Linked DNA regions of Sus scrofa: region 1 is linked to region 2. A link is a contact called in public Hi-C data. All regions are on one chromosome and are shown on one strand. The core of a region is the stretch at or near the end of the contact, and the rest is flanking DNA. Distances in the headings are between cores, read along the strand shown. Region 1 has its middle 28 kb from the start of MAMDC2. Region 2 overlaps FAM189A2 (protein FAM189A2).

Region 1 (4,267 bases), core at 1,686-4,185, 810 kb after region 2:
AAAAAAATGAACAAAGCACATGGGTCTTTTAAGAAAAAAGTGTTGGTCAGCTAAAGCCTTATTTAAAAACACATGGTCATTCTGCCTTTTGTGGTATCGGAAGACCAAATATAGTATCTGCAGGATGTATGCTATTATAGTTTAGCAACTATTTCCCAAAAGTGGCTGGGATTCTAAAAATACTCAAGTCTTATCCTCTTTTTTTTCTAGATAAAGCTCCACTCAGCCTGTCTTTAGAGTTTTGTGAAAATTCCACCCCTTTAGTTAAGTGTCTAATGCTGGAATTTTTGTTTTGCTGTATGTTTTTTAATTTTTAAAGTTCTATTACAACTTATTTTCAAATCGTTAAATGAATGCAATTGCATTATAGATTGTAGTATAGGATATCCTGCAATTGTGTCAATAGCATCATAATGAAGGGCTCTGGTCTTTCACTGACTAGATTATAGTAATTTTGTGAATAATTATTCCACCAACTCTGCAGTCACCATATCCAAATTTATTTGTGCAAAATGACTTTAAAAGATTTTTAAACCTCATCAGAAGAGAAGTTAAATCTAACGCAGAACCAAATCCTCTGGTAAATTGTTGAGGTCTGCCACTGTAACAAGAATCTAACTAGGTTTGTTTTGTGAACATGAGTAATTGATGGTACTGTTGGCATAGGATTGAAATGTTTCTGTCTGAAGAGAGAAGGCCATTTCTGGAAACTATCATTCACATCCTAATTATAGGCCCAACTGGTACTCTTCAATTGGTAAAGTAGGTGGTAGATTAACCCAGCAACCTGGCCAGCTATGTCTCTCGAGCAGGCCATAGAAACTACTTTAAAAGACAGTGAAAAGAAACCAGTCACTTCAGCCAGTGTTGAGCTCTTTAACAATCTTTTTAAACTACACGCACGACCAGGGTCTGTGGTTGTGTATTCCAGAGCTCCCTGCAAAGCTTCACTTCTTCCCTCCCTTAGCAAAATCATATTGACTGTGTTGGGTGACACTTAAACTATGACACTTCCTGCAGTTAAAATCAGTCACCCAGATTCTTTTAAAACTCCGTCCTGATTTGGTTTGGGAAAGTAAGTTCCTGACATATCTGTTTCTCTACTTTTTCTTCCACTTTTAACAGGTTAAGAGGCAGTCTAGTCCCTCTGACTATCACAGCTTTGTGGCTGGGTTTCTGTACAGACTCTCTCTCCATCCCACTGCCTCTCCCTGAAAAAAAAAAAAAAGCTTTAGGAGAGGCTTGAAATTATATACTATGAGGAAAGTTTTCTCCATTACTCTTTTGGATCTGCTGCCTGTCATTATGTTATTTTGAGGGAGAAGATCATTGTTTTTTGAAAGGGAGACAAGCTTGGGTTGGGGGGTGGGGGAGACACACTGTTGCCCTTTGACAATTTGCAGATTTCTGAAGCAGGAAATTGGAACAGTAAAGCCCTGATCATCTTGGGGATGATTATTCAGCTGGAGTCTTAGTCCATCTCCCTTGCCTTTCTGCTCTTTTGCCTTTTCTTTCCAGGATCTAAGGATATTTCATTCCTCGTTAAAACCACCACCTGGTGATGTGCAGAGGAAGAGAAAACTAATTCCATCCAGTCCCTTTTTATAATGTAAACAACTGTCCTGCTTTGACTGAAGAGAATGAATAGTTTGAAATTGACAGTGAATCCAAAAAGGAGGTCCAGATCTTGAAAGCGACTCACATAGGGACTACATGTAATAGGAGCTGAGCAAGTGGGATTTGAAAGTACAGCAGTTTTCTACCCCCTCGATCACTGGTTCTCTCAAAATCTCAGAGATTTTGCCCCTGCCTGCCCCTGCCTGCCCCACCCCCTCCACATCCTCAAAGGGACCTTTGGCAATGTTTGGAGACATGTTTTCTCCAACATGTTATGACTTGTGAATGATATTGGTATCTAGTGGGTAGGAACCAGGAATGCTTAAAATCCTGCAGTGCACAGGGCAGTGACCCACAGCAAAGAACTATCTAGCCCCAAATATCAATAGTAAATAAATGATCACGTGCAATTCTGTTTTAAGTATGATAAAAAGTAAGTTAAATCATATTTTGATCCTTCCTTGACTATATTTACAATTGTTTGCAATTTTTTTTTATTTTCAATTAATTTATTTATGTATTTATTTAGCGCTGCACCCACGGCATGTGGAGGTTCCCAGGCCAGGGGTCCAGTCAAAGCTACAGCTGCCAGCCTACACCACAGCTGTAGCAACATCAGATCTGAGCCACATCTGTGACCTATGCCACAACTCACTTAATCACCAGATCCTTAACCCACTGAGTGAGGTCAGGGAGCAAACCCGCAACCTCACCATTCCTAGTCAGATTCCTTTCCTCCTACGCCATGATGGGAACTCCACAAATGTGTTTTTAATTGCTCTCCATTCAGTGCCTATTTTTATTTCCAAAATTAGGTAAATTTGAAATCAGTTTTTACTTAATATTCTCAATCAAAACAAAAATTTTTAAATATCACCAATCCCTAAGGACTGGAATCTGTATTAAACTGAAACAAATTGATTTACACAAAGCTAACTTAACCCTAACTCTTAAGAGGTCTGCAAAGTATCAGGAACACCTGTCTAAGGGATAGCATTTTACTTTGTCCCTCTTCTTTTCCCCTCTCACATAGGCAATAGTATATATTCAAAGTGCGTAAGATTTTTTTCCCAGTCTCTAGAGATATTCTCTGTGTCTTGAAATACTGACTAAAATGAAATAAGCACTGTTTTTGAAAAAGAGCTATAAAGAAAGGAGAGGTTAAGGAAATGGGCAATTTCCTTTTTGTCACATTCGTAACAGGACCCAGGGACAGATTTCTTAAGAACAGACCAAAATGTTTGGCTTTCTCTTTGCCTGTGTCAGCCAGGCCTAGTCATCAGCTTACCTAATCACCAACTGCCCTAAAATAACCTCTGCACCTCAAGCAGCCTCAAAATGTAAGAAGGCAGCACAAGAATAGGAGCTGACATTATGAGCATTATTAATAGCAGGTGGAAATCCAATGTGTTAGACTGAAATTAATCTGGTCCTGTTTCTTTTGTGTGTTGGAATGCAGATAGACAACTGCAAACTGATCTGAGGTTTGAGCCCACAGTTTGAATCTAGTACATAGCTGGCTGAATTTGCAGATCTTTTATCAGACAGGACAACATGTGGCCTGGCCAGTATTGTAAGTGTAGAAAATCTTCTAAGATAGGAATAACCTAGTGACTTACCGTGGTCCAGAACATCTTCAGCATTTCGTTTAACCCTCTGTGGCAGTTTACACATTTGTTTGGCATGTCCAAAAGGAGCCAGGAAGCTCTACCCCGTGGAACTTTCTGCAATGAGGAAGTTTGCATAACTGCCGTGTCCAACTCACTTGACCACTAGCTATTTGTGGTTACTGAGCACTTGAAATGTGGTTAGTGCACCTAAGGGAAATGAACTTTTAATTCTATTTAATTTTATTTTATATAACCACATGTGCTCATGACTACTGTAGTAAATAATGCCAATCTGAAAAACAGTAACTCATTATTCCACATCTTAATTATAGATAACTTGAATCTTCTTTTTTCTCAATTATAAATATAACAAAATTAAAGAATGGTTAGAAAATAAAAGGAAATTCTGTTCAATACCCATAATTTTATGATCCTTCACAGAATTGTTAGGCATTCGGTAATGTTAAAGATTTTATCCAATGTATTTTTAGATGAATTAGATATAATTTGTCTTATTTTGTTGTATTTTATCTGTTAAAACCTTCTTTTTTCATTTTAATTATGAGTGGAATATATATTTCTGCTACTAAATAATATTCATAAGCTATCAGAGTGAATGATTGCCTTTCTTAGATTGAAGCATCGTAGTTTATTTATTTCCCCTATTTTTGAAATCTTAGGTTATTTCATTTGTTTGCTTGCTCGCTTGGTCTTATGGTCATTATGAAATAATGCTGTAGTCAACATGTGAAAGCAGATTAACATTTCTTCTCTTTAGGACATGTTTACATGCCAATTGTTTGAGTCTAATATACGTTAACAGTTTATACAGTGAATCATTTCACTGCCACAGATTCATTTTGAAAAAGTACTTTATCACTATTTTTGTCAAAAATAGACTTTAAAGCCACAAAAGGAAAAGAAAGCCAAGACTTTTCTCTCTGTACCACAATTAATTCAGTAATTTATAAGACAGATTATTATTCCCTCCTGTATAACACGAAGAATTGCTGATAAAATATAACTGCACTCAGGGCTGA
Region 2 (4,417 bases), core at 363-2,862:
TTCGTTAACCACCGCGCCACGACGGGAACTCCTGTTGTTTATCTGAATTCAGATTTAACTGAGCTTTTGACCTAGCAGCCCTGCTTTAAGTACAGTTGTTCAGCTCATGTGCTTTCCATGTGTCTAGCATAGTCATCATCAGTCCTCAGAAAGTGGATGCCCTATTAAGGGAATGTGATGAGCAGAGCCCTCTGCTGACCTGCACTGGACATGTAGCATAGTCAAGAAATAGCCTTGGTTGGCTAAGCCACTGGAACTTGGGGGCTGGTTGTTGCCATAGCATACCCTAGAGTATCCTGACCGATGTAGACACTGCCCGACACTGAACCTTACCATATCTCATTCTGTAGTAATTGGTGCTCCATGGTGTGGCCTGTGTATTTTTACTTAATAATTAAGTTATTGTTCTTCCTTTTCCCTTTGAAGGTGGACTTAGGTGAAGGCAAGATTTGCTTCTGTTGTGAAGAATATCAACCAGCCAAATGCACAGACAAAGAAAATGCTTTGAAGCTCTTCCCAGTTCAGCCTTGTAGTGCTGTTCACCTTCTACTTAAGGTATCTGGAATGGACCTCACTCCTGCTCAATAAATACACCACAGAGACCCCAAAGAAGGCAGCACTCCCTGAAATAATTCCTCTTCAAATAATGCTGCTGAAAGCAGATAGGAGCAAACCCCTCATCAGTGATCCAGAGACAGAATTGAGAGCAGAAGGAACCAGGTTATTGTGTGTCTCTTAAATTATGATGGGATGGCTTCTTTGTGTTCAAGAATTATAAGCTAGTGAAAAATGTAAAGGAGCCTAAATATGTACATATGTATATGTGTGGGTATATAATATACATATTCAGACACACACACATACCCACCTACCCATCCATGATATAGCTACTCGTATATGATGTAGGTTCAGCAGAACCTGCAAAGTAGATGTCCACTGGTCATTGTTCCTATGCTCCTCTGTTGGCTTAAATGAGTCCTGTGGGCTGTCGAGTGCTGCCACGTAGACTAAGGAGATGCATTGGCCAGAAAATACATGAGAAATTCAAGACATTACCTCTCATTTAATAGGCAAAAGAGATTAAGAACAAATGATGCTAGCTCAAGAGATGTACAAAATTGACCTTTATTAGGGAATTGGATAAAAGCGGTGTCCTGACTTAAGCTCTGTTAGCTAAGTGAGTGACAGGATCAGTTGCTGAGATAATAGCATTTGGATGGTCCATCATTGATGGCTTTCTTTGATCTTTGTTCTGGGTTTCTATTTTGTGTGGAAGAAGAATCTCAGCAAAAGAGAGAGAAGCTCCCAACTCTTTGGGTCATGGAGGATATAAAAAAGACCTTCCTTCTTTGGCTTCTGGATTTTTGGCAGCTGAGTCACCCCCAGACTTTCTCTGAGCCAGAATTTGCTTGAGGAAAGCCCCACTAAGGAGCCTCGACTGTGGCAACAGAAACTTTTGGAATTGGCTTTGCTGCTATTTTGAGACATGTGTTTAGAGGAGAGAAGCCCTGTTTACACTCGGGCCGACCTGCCCCCTGTGTTGTCCTAGTTGGGTGCCTGGAGCAGCTCTGCCAGTGACTCCTGAAATAGAATCAGTGGCCACAAATTAAGCAGCTGTGCTGTCCTGGTGGGGGACCGTGGGTAGGAGGGCGGGGAGATTGGGAATCGGTATCACTGAGGACACTGACTTCAGAAGAGAAACAGCGCTTGCCTGGAAAAAGCGTTTCCAGACAGGATTCTGATGCTGGCAAAAAGAAATATGGTAACGTCAGGTCTGCCTGGCACGGAAAGCTTCTAAGATAAGTTCTGTTTTTAGTTGCAAAGATATTATCTTAAAAATGTAAGAGATTTCAATAGTACCGAAGATGTTTTTAAAATTAAGAAGTACACAGCATTGTGTGAGAGTGTTTTTCTTTTCCTTTTCTTCCTTTTTTTTTTTTTTTTTTTTTTTTTTTTGGCCATGCCTATAGCGTGTGGAATTTCCCAGGCCAGGGATAAAACCCATGCCACTGTAGCGATCCAAGCCACTGCAGTGGTAATGCCCAATCCCTAACCTGCTGCACCACAAGGAAACTCCAGTGAGAGCCTTAATAGTAATCAGCATTTGTTTGGCATGTAGCATGAGCCAAACATCATCTAAGGCCTTTACATACGTTTTCTCATGAGAATTGACTTAGTGGGACAGCACTCTTACTCTTTTTTAAAGTTTTAATGTTGCATTCTGGTCATCAGCTATGAGGTACTCAGGGGCATCATTGTTTCCTGGTTCCAGAAAGTGCTTTTCGCCCTGTGTGCCTTGAACGCCCTGACTACCACTGTCTGCTTGGTGGCAGCCGCCCTCCGCTACCTCCAGATCTTTGCAGCCAGAAGATCCTGCATCGTAAGTGCATGCAAGGGGGCCGTGCGAGACCATGTCTCCGCTGAGCCTGCCTGCGAACTTTTTTGTGTAACCCGTTGCTTTTTGCCCTGAGCCTTTGTAGGGAAGGCTGTGGACTAACTGAGGTGCTGTTTAATTAGGATGAATCCCAGATTTCTGCAGAAGAAGTGGAGGAACACAGACGCATCCCAGACCCTGATGACTTTGTGCCTCCGGTGCCTCCCCCTTCCTATTTTGCCACGTTTTACTCGTGTACACCCCGGATGAACCGCAGGTATTCTCCTAAGCCCCAGGTTTCTTTGGGGTGCCCTCAGTTTTGAAAATGGAAGGGTCTCCAGAACTCACAGCATGCGCTCTGGCTTCTCTCCAAAGTCTAGACATTGTGTTATTTTTCAAGATTTTCTGTTTTCTTTCTCTCTTTCTTTTTTTTTTTTGAGGGGGAGGGGTCCTGACAAATTGCATGAAACCAAAGTTCAAACTTTGACCTAAGAATATAGTTTTTCAATTTCAATTAGCTTCCTAGGAAAACTGACACCCAGTGAGATAACTGCTGTAATTTGACATGATTGAGAACTGCTGTTGCCCTGGAAACGCTCTCAGTTGGGCCAAATCGATATTCATTGTAACACCATCAGCAGGTCCTCATGTCATGAAATTCTCTCCCAGCCATTAAAAAAGATTAATTATTAATTACATCTCCTTGGTCTAGGAAAAAGAATAGACACCATGTTTTGCTTCCTTTTCAAATTCTAGCTCAAAATTTGATCGTCTGTTTCTTAAATCTCAGAAATGATTATTTGTAGAATGAAGTGCCACATACATTGGTTCTTGTTGTTTGCTACTTCGAGAATTGTACCTTTCTAAAGATTAACTTCATTTATTCATCCGACAAACATTTAATCCATCTTCTATTGCTTACTAATCATGGTGCTGGGTTATTGAAATCTGAAATGAGTAATACCCACACCCCCCATTCCCACCCTCCACCCCCATCAAAGAGCTCACAGTCTAGGTCTTAAAATGAGTGTTGGAAGGATCCCCATAGGACTCAAAAGGGAGGATTTTTTTTTTTTTTTTTTTTTTTTTGAATGCAGAAGGAGAACTGCCCACCCCACATGGAGAGTGGGCTGCAGAGAGTTTGAAGGAAGAGTCAGCTAATCAGAGTTGGCTTGTTGGACGAAGTGATCTTTGTATGAATTTACAGGGTAAACAAACCTGAATTTTAAGCTTCCAAAAGAAAATCTCTGAATTCACCAAGGAAGACTAGTATCTTTCACTTGCTATTGGGCGGGCTAGGAATTTCTGCCTTTTTTTTTTTTTTTTTTTTTTTTAATCCTTTTAGGCCTGTTCTTGCAGCATATGGAAGTACCCAGGCTAGGGGTCGAATTGGAGCTGCAGCTGCTGGCCTACACCACGGCCACAGCAACGCCTAATCCAGGCAGATTATGCAACCTACACCACAGCTCATGGCAACACTGGATCCTTAATCCACTGAGCAAGGCCAAGGATCAAACCCACATCCTCCTTGATGCCAGTCGGGTTCATTACTGCTGAGCCACAGGGGAACTCCAGGAATTTCTGTTTTTTAATCCCTGAGGTACACATGGGAAGTTGTCAGACAAATTTGGTGCCAGGCTTGGGAATTTTGGAAATCTATTTTCTAGTATTCAGGGCAGCCATATGTGACTTTGAAGCAGGTGACCAACAGGAGCTCTCACCCAGGCGCCGTCACTGTTAATGTTATTTTCATTGGATTATCTTCCCAACTTTTCCCTCAAAATCATATCTAAACCCCGCTCTGGCCCCTCCCCTGTCCACCCACCTAGGTAGATGTAGCAATGACCACAAAGCCAGAGGGGCCTTAGCTTGCTGGATAGTTGGCCTGGCAGACAGCTCAACCTCCCTGTTGTACAGGGACTGGTGTACTGGAATTTTAGAGTTTTAGGGGCTAGGATGGCTTCTGTAGTCTTTTAGGAAATGAGCCAAGTATTACAGAGGCTGGAAGGACATAGCAACGAAAAACTTATTCTTTGTGCACAT

The links. A called contact is a pair of places that touch in the nucleus more often than the background predicts.
Region 1: a contact with region 2 is called in a Hi-C map of skeletal muscle, with 3 times the contacts expected there. The contact joins two enhancer-like sites. A contact is called at or near these places in 1 of 47 Hi-C or Micro-C datasets (skeletal muscle) and 1 of 2 datasets of contacts at active chromatin or transcription factors (skeletal muscle).

The regions. Positions count from the first base shown.
Region 1 is chr1:223,511,591-223,515,857 of Sscrofa11.1, forward strand. No RefSeq gene overlaps it. Among named protein-coding and RNA genes, the nearest start is that of MAMDC2, 28 kb to the right of the region's middle. Within about 2 kb of position 2,936, at least 10 of the 83 cell types and tissues checked have an H3K27ac peak or open chromatin away from gene starts, as enhancers often do. A contact at or near this core is called in skeletal muscle, where this site is marked.
Region 2 is chr1:222,704,794-222,709,210 of Sscrofa11.1, forward strand. FAM189A2 (protein FAM189A2) reads left to right here. Exons shown (of 10, transcript XM_021064674.1): 4 at 427-555; 5 at 2,273-2,380; 6 at 2,518-2,651. Among named protein-coding and RNA genes, the nearest start is that of FAM189A2, 49 kb to the left of the region's middle. Within about 2 kb of position 1,613, at least 11 of the 83 cell types and tissues checked have an H3K27ac peak or open chromatin away from gene starts, as enhancers often do. A contact at or near this core is called in skeletal muscle, where this site is marked.